Linked DNA regions of Gossypium hirsutum: region 2 is linked to region 1. The links are chromatin contacts, called in public Hi-C maps. All regions are on one chromosome and are shown on one strand. Each heading gives the region's core, a stretch centred on a gene start, on an enhancer-like site or on the middle of the called end of the contact. The rest is flanking DNA. Distances are from core to core; before and after follow the strand shown.

The links. A called contact is a pair of places that touch in the nucleus more often than the background predicts.
Region 2: a Hi-C map of leaf shows a contact between it and region 1, with 2.9 times the contacts expected there. The contact joins the enhancer-like site here to the promoter of LOC107892245 in region 1. A contact is called at or near these places in 2 of 34 Hi-C or Micro-C datasets (both in leaf).

The regions. Positions count from the first base shown.
Region 1 is chrA11:100,880,568-100,884,602 of Gossypium_hirsutum_v2.1, forward strand. LOC107892245 reads right to left here and starts at 2,094. Exons shown (of 4, transcript XM_016817271.2): 1 at 1,522-2,094; 2 at 1-401. The coding sequence starts at 33.
Region 2 is chrA11:101,221,871-101,225,789 of Gossypium_hirsutum_v2.1, forward strand. No RefSeq gene overlaps it. Among protein-coding and RNA genes, the nearest start is that of LOC107892429, 21 kb to the right of the region's middle. Within about 2 kb of position 1,716, at least 3 of the 9 cell types and tissues checked have an H3K27ac peak or open chromatin away from gene starts, as enhancers often do. A contact at or near this core is called in leaf, where this site is marked.

The DNA of each region.
Region 1 (4,035 bases), core at 844-3,343:
ATTTGTCCTCCAATGTGGTTCATTACGATCCATGGAACAGTCCCTTCCGTTAGTGGGTGATTTTGTTCCATGTGGCCCAGCGGCCACACAACAAAGCGCACCCGTATTAGCTATTTTCTGTTGGCACACTAAGGTTGTTCAGTAATCTAGTTTAAGATTTTCATCAAAGTATGAAACTCCACACGCTTATCAGGAACCAGGCATGGTCAAATCTCAACAAAATTAAACCAAAGAAATTATTGAAGCCCACAGTTATCCACCCTAGACTTGAACCAAAGCATAAGGCATATCACATTCCCATCTTTTGAGGAATAATAATGGTAAACAAGAATGCACTTAAGCAACTTTCAACTCCAATAAGCCTCTTGAACTAGGATTCCTTAAAACTCGGCTTTTCCTGGCTGAAATAATCCATTTGAGCAATGTAATTAGTGACTCACCATAATATTATGGTCTTATTCAGATGAAGAAAAAAACAACCGAATTGCTATAGATCACAAAATAAGAATAGAGAAATAACAAAAAAAAGAAGGAAAAATAAACAATAATATAATAACCAACAAAATGAATTTTAGGATAACTAGGCAAAGAATATAATATTAATAAGGCATTTTTTAAAAGTGACCATCTCTCATAAGTTCACCAAATAATATATCTAAACATTCACATTCAATAGGAAAGACAATACGTAAGTAGTACAACAGAAAGAATGCAATGTGAATCACTGAGACAAGTACAAAGAAAATGTTGTTGATTATACAAGCTTCACAATTTTTTTATTTTTGGCCTTTATATAAATGGAGCCACAATTTGCCAAGTTTTTTTTTCACATCTTTTGCACATTGTTAGACTCTCTTATACCCTTTCTCTTTTTAGATGCGTTTTTGTTTGAAGAATCCTAGAACAAACAAGTTGCACTTTTCCATAGTTATAAACAGGTGAAATCAAGATTATTTCCAAAAGGCAATAATAGAGATTGAAAATCACAGAGCAATGCAGACAAGTGTCATTGTTGGCAACAAAACCAGAAAGAATTTCTGAAGAAGTATCTCAAAAGTGTAAAGATTGCAAATAAACATGAAGTAGTATAATTATGTGCAACACTTTCAAACCTAAGATTATGTTCCCAACAGTATGCAAATCTAACTGCATAATCAATCATTGGTCAAAAAAAAAAAATTCTCAACTTCAAACTCCTAAAACATCATAGAAGGAAATGATAATCTTGTCCCTCCCACTTCAAATACGTCAATGGTCCCCAAAAAAATGATACGTGCAAAACTGAAAAAAATAAAAGATCGAACTTCCCATCAAAAATAGCAATTACCCAGAAAAGAAAATTACTCTAAAATATCAAAAAGGGAGAAATACCCAAACTAAAAAAAATTAGGAAAGTTCATCATCTTATCTCTAAATCAGCTAATAACAGAAACCATAATCCAAAAAGAAATTTTTGAAAATTAAAAAAGAAAAGAAAAAGGAAAACCCATGAATCAAAATGAAGAGAGAAAAAGAGGGTACCTTGAGAAAGAGCCCAATCTGAACTGGATTATGAAGAAATCTGGGGATTTTATGTCAAGGAAAAACAAAAGAAACCCTAAGCTGTTTTGAGCAGTATTGTGTAGAATAAAATGGGGAAAAAGGAAATGAGACAAAGAGAAAGTGAATGAAGAAAAAGGTAAAGAGAGGGAGGCTAATGAGAAGTGAAAGCGATGGGGGCATCACATTATTGTTACTACAACAACGTTTAGATTACGATCGTGTCGAAAATGAAAATTTGTAAGGATTTGCAGTAACATTTATTTTTGGGGTTTATTTTTGAATTACTACTTTTAGGAGATGTAAGAAAAAAAAGAGAGTGAATCATTGTACCTTACAATGATGTCACACCAGACAAAAGTCTCCTGTTCCTGTTCCAAAGTCATAGCTTTGCCATAAATTCTAAAATTAGGAAGTTTAATTAAAAAAGATTAAAATGAAAAAAAAACATATTTTCTTTTTTATCTTATTCTTCTTCTTTATTTTTATGAAAAATAATTAAAAAAATAAAATAAAAATATGAACATGTAAATTGTTTTGCTGGTTTGATTTATAAGGAAGAATGAAATTAAAATTAGATTCCATGAAATAGGGGCTCACTTATAGGGTATGCTATGTGAGAAAGATGGGCTTGGAAAGTAGAGGAGCCCATAGCATAATCATTCAGCACATTTAACCCCATATCATTTCTGAACATTTCCCATCACAACCTTAACTTAGTAGTCATCCACTAAAATCCCACTTTTCGGCACTGCCCCAAGCATGTAATCATCTTTCTTTTTCTTTTCCTATTGGAAAAAAACAATATATTTTCTACCTAAATGGATTCTTTGTTTTACACCCACCAATTGTCTAGAGCTTTCCATGGTAGCCCGCCCAACTCGATAACCCCAGTTCAATTTGGGTTGGGTTTAAATAAATATTTTTATATTTTGGGTGGATCAATTCAATTTAATTAAAATATATAACATAAATTATTTTTTAATATTTTAGTAAAATAGATTATTTTTTAATATTTTAGTAAAATAAATTTTTTGAGGGAACCAAACCAAACCAAAAATAAACTTAGATTTGAAAAATTTTTGGAACCGGGACTCTACTTGGCCCCGCTCATTGATATCTCTATAGTAGTCATACAAAAATTGTTTTTCAAGGGAAAAGTACAGTGTGGTTTTAATGTGTTGATTTCTTCTCATGACTTTGCTTTTGGCTTTTAGGTAAGCTACTAAGATAATCGCCCGAGTTTTAATAAGTTTTTATTTTGTTCATTGAATATTTATTGTTAATTTAACAACTCTCATTAGATCAATTATAATTTTTAGTCACTCCATTGTTAAAATGTCTTTGGTCACTAGACGAAATATTGACATGGCCGGGTATAATTATAAATTTAACCTCTTAACATTTTACACATTCTATCAATTTAGTCCTAATTCTAAAAAAAAATTAATGTTCACACATTATGCCAATTTGATCCTAATTTTAAAAATACATAAAAATTTTAAAAATAAAATAAAAATATTAAAAATACATTAAAAAACTTCAAAATTAAAATTTTCCAAAAAATTCTTTGGGATGATAATAGTAAATCTTTTTATCTATTTTTTAAGGATGAAATCATGAAAACTTTTGGCTGGTCAGAGTCAATTTGTTTTCTACTTTTATGTAAAGAATGTTCATGCATATTACTATAAGCATGTCATATAGCTTAAGGAAAAAATGTTGCATGTACTTCTTATGACATATTAAACATTTATGATTGAAACTAGAAATAAAAATCTTGCATATTTTTTAAAAGATTGAGTGGGAGAAGGTCCCTAAATAAGATCTATGGTTTCCATCAATGGTCTCTTGTGATGACATGATAATTTGCCGACCTTGAGGTAGGTATTATCATGTGGATTTCACTTAGGAGATTTCATTTAACAGGACAACTAGTCATACATGTTATTTGTTGAGATTGTCCCCCGACAATTCATTCATAGTACATGTTATGATAGATGTTGAGTTTATAGTTATACACTCAAGATCATTCTAGTTAAGTAACTTCTCACGAAACTTTGCATAAGTTAAAATAATGGCCAAACATGAAGCATTTATTAATACGTGTGAATACATAAGGGATTAGGTTTTCGTATTAATTGGATGGAAATACATGATCTTACTAGTTGGTTTTAGATTACCCCAAGGTAATTTAATTGAATGGGTGGAGGAAATATCATTACAATGACTTACAAATATTTTTAAGGTTTAATGTAAGATGCATATATATCTTAATGCATATCATATGTTGCAAAAATTTTCAAATATTTGCTTAATACAAAGATATTAATAAATGAATGATTTTATTGTACAATTTGAAAATGACACGAACTTCCTTAATATATTTATTAAGAAAAAGTACAACGAAAATAACTATAAGGAATGGAAAATGAACTTGATGATTGTGTTAACTATTTTTCTAGTATCTTGAGACATACATTACAGGGCCAGTTT
Region 2 (3,919 bases), core at 466-2,965, 340 kb after region 1:
AACAAATATGAATTAAATATGGTTCAAAATATACCTTCTCTTATCTGAGTAGATAAATTTGTGCCTTTTAATTTGATACAAATGGTGATATCGTTCCTAATAGTACGTTGCAAACCATAGTCGCAACCTTTCGTTCTAACATCTACTCAATCCATCTAGTGAACACAACTGGAAATTTTTTTGTGAACTTTTTAGAGTTTTCTAAAAAATCTCTTTGTGTGCTAGTCAAAGAGTGTTGGCTAAATTAACAATATGATTGCGATATTGTTTTTTCAATACACTTTTGAATAATCCCACATTCTCAATAGGATAAGGCAATGCGAAAAGGACATGATATCCTTTTAAAATATCCTCTAAAATCTATTTATCTGAATTTTATAAAATCTATTTAACTAAATTATTTAAATATCTTATATAAATAAGTTTAGTAAGATTTTTACCCTATTAAAATCACTAAAACCCTTCTAATATATGCATCATGCATGTATTGTGCCCAAATTTAAGTATTAAATATTTCTATAAAATCTTATAACGTTGATAGTAATATTAAAACACTTTTAATATTACAAATAATGAGTAATATTTAATAATGCATCACGGCTACCAAAGTTGTAAGAAGTTGTGGTCTAACATAACTTTTTTGTGAGAATGTTATCATGCAGTCTATCTCTTTCAACATGATATTTAGATAGAACACGCCTTGGAACGGTTACACTTGTATACTTTACTCTTTTATTTCATTAATCTCGAATAGGCTAAGATATACAAATGAGTCTAGTATCTCATATCGAATCATTTGAGCATGAAAACACATTTCTATTATAATTTTACCAATGGGCCTAAGACATCACTCTCATTATGTAGAAGAAACAAATCCTATCTTCGTCACCAACCATCATAATGGATGTGATGAAGGTTATGGTAGATTTTTGTCAAATAATGATAGGAGTAGTGAGGAGAGAATGATGAAGGAAATATACCTAAGTCTTTATATATGGGCCTCCAGCTGCCATAAGATTATCACCTACATGATTATGAAATTACCCTTTACATGTGATTGACAGGAGCAAGTGTCCTTGGTTTAATGAGACCGTGCCTTCAACCCTTTTCTTGATCTTGTCCCTTGACATATCAAAACTGTTGTTGGATTAATAGCTGCTTGTTATTTAAATGTTGCATGCTAACAGGATGTTCCTAAAGCTTAGATATCTTAGATAGTTGCTTACTTTGGCTTGAAGCTTTATTTCCTTGGGCTAATATAACAAAAAACATAATTCTCAACTACGCAAATAACTCGAGAGATGAACAGATTGCAATGTTATTAAGGTTGTTTTGTTTTTTTTTTCCTTTTTTTTAAAAGTTTTTTCATCTTTTTAATATAAAGAGAGGAGGAGAGATATGATAGGATTTTGAAGTTGTGTCATGTAAACTTGATGATATAAACCAAAGTTTAATTACAATTGATATTAGATATGTAATAATAAGAATAAATATTGGGATGCAAAAGGACAAAAAGATTGTTATTGTTATGGCAGTCCTAGTCAGACTGCCGTAAATGTGTGTATATCTTTAACTTGTTATTTAATTTTTCAATATTTAAGGGGAGGTATTTGTTTTTTTAGGAGTTAGATGGTGGCTGGTGAGGAATGGAGGGATGGGGGCCAATGGGGACCTCATCCCCTTCCAATGGATACTAAAGGTAAGGTGAAAAACAAAACCCCACACTCACAAAAAAAAAAGGGAGTTTGGGGATAAGGCAAAAGGAGATGGAAATGAAAGGATAGTTACGAGATGATAAGATTGGTCAAAAATGAGTCTTTTAGTGGGTTACAGTGTTAGATTGATTGTTATTCTGTTAATTAGCTACTTGCCATATGTCAAGCCCCATCACCCTTTTCTTTTATTTTCCTCAACATTTATTTAGTTGAGATTATAGATGAATAAAATTCCAAATTTAAATCCCAAATCTTAAAATAACCTATTTATTTCATATGAAAAAAACAAAAGAGCATTTCATAATCACAACTTTTGGAAGAACTAGATTCAATGATACTTGGACCGAGGAATTGAGTGTTTAATACGTTTAAACTGACTGGAAGTGAAAAGTAAGAATAATTTCAGTAGATGCTCCATGTTTATCCACATCCCGCATGCTACCTTATACTTTTCCTTTATATTAATTAATTACTTAAAATACCCCCCATTCAACCATTTAACACTTTCTACCCTAAACTAAATGCCTTGCATTCCATTTTGCTAATTTTGTTTTATCACTTTATTTTTCTAAAACAAATTCCATAAATAAATAAAATTTCATTTAGAACCCTTTTCATTATAAGCATTTTCTTTTTAAGCTTAATTAGAAACTTAATTATGATGTCTGGTCTGGACTTTCCAAAAGATCATTTTTAATTATTATATTCCCAATGCTTCATTTGTAGGATGCAATTAGGAAAGAAGATTTGCGCCCCCAAAGTCCACTAATGGTTGTTTATTTGGCTTTTTAATGCTATTGCTAATGTCATCATGATCCTAATCCAGGTTAACTACTGATTGAAGCATCGACTTAATCAAACTTAAATAGTGATGAATGCGTGTGGCGCACACGTCTAATCACCCGTATAGCTACTTCCATTTCCTTCCTATGTTATCCAATCCTTTTTTCTTATATGGTGTGAAAACTTGATATAAATGTGAATGTGAAAATGACATCAATGACATACACATAGTTTTATATTTCTTTCACAGAAATTTAGAGAAAATAAATTAAAATGAAATATTTTCACATTATCAACTGATTTTAAATATTTTTTTTATGTTTTAACTTTTAAAGTTATTTTTTCCAAGTTTAAAAATTTCACTTGTAACGTATTAAATAATTTTTTTAATATAAAAATATGAGTACACTTCATAATTTTATAACTTGACTTATTAATTAAAAAAATTAACAATCAGATGTATTTTTTGTTATCTGCTTTTTTACTAGTTGTATTTTTTTCTAGAGTATATATTTTCCTTTATTGCTGATGTAGTTCATAATGTAATTTTCGATCTTTTGAGTTAATAATAAAATTGAATAGTAAATCAAAGGTAAAGTCATGGAATAAATCTTCGTGCATGGGTGTGAGGCTACGTGCATTATTGGTTGGTGAGTTATTGATTTAGTTATAAAACTTATTGTACCAAACAAGAATTCCCCTCATTCAAAATCTTCAAATCTCCATAGCCAAAACAAAGTATGGTCATTGCTATGACTCCTTCATTCCTGACAATGGCGGTCAAGTATACGAGTATATTACCTAAGCACATGCGTTTTTTTTTTCAACTTCCATAAAACAACTTTTACATGCAAAACTTGACGAAGTAAGTGGCTAATTATCATCACGTGGGAGAAAAGTCAATGGTAATTTCCTTCATTGGGACCTAATCCCATTTCTTAATGAGTTAGACATAGTGAAGTTTGCTTCCCCTATGAAGACGAGCTGAAAATTAAATGTCATAAGGAGCTAAATATAGCGTATTTTGTGGACTAGGGAAATGACTGCATTAATTTTTTACGAGAGGCTTGTTTAAAACTATATATGTATTTTTGTCCGATTATTAAGGTAGACATGAGAGAAGATTATAATAAAATAAGAATAGATTTGTGGCTATTAGTTATTCCTTAAAGACTTTTTGGCAATCAAACCTAGCACGGCAGAGTTCAAGAAAAATGACAAGGAATATATATATATTCATATTTGTGGCGTGAAGACATCCATCTATAGTAAAATGAGCCGAAGGGTAGTTGTGTTCAATTGAAAAGGTGCCAAAATTGAACAAAAGGAGATGAATAAGACAAAAAAAGATTTGAGAGATGGGGTCTTGGAGTATATGCTAAAGAATACTATGAATTTTGAAAAGTTAAGGTTTTATGATT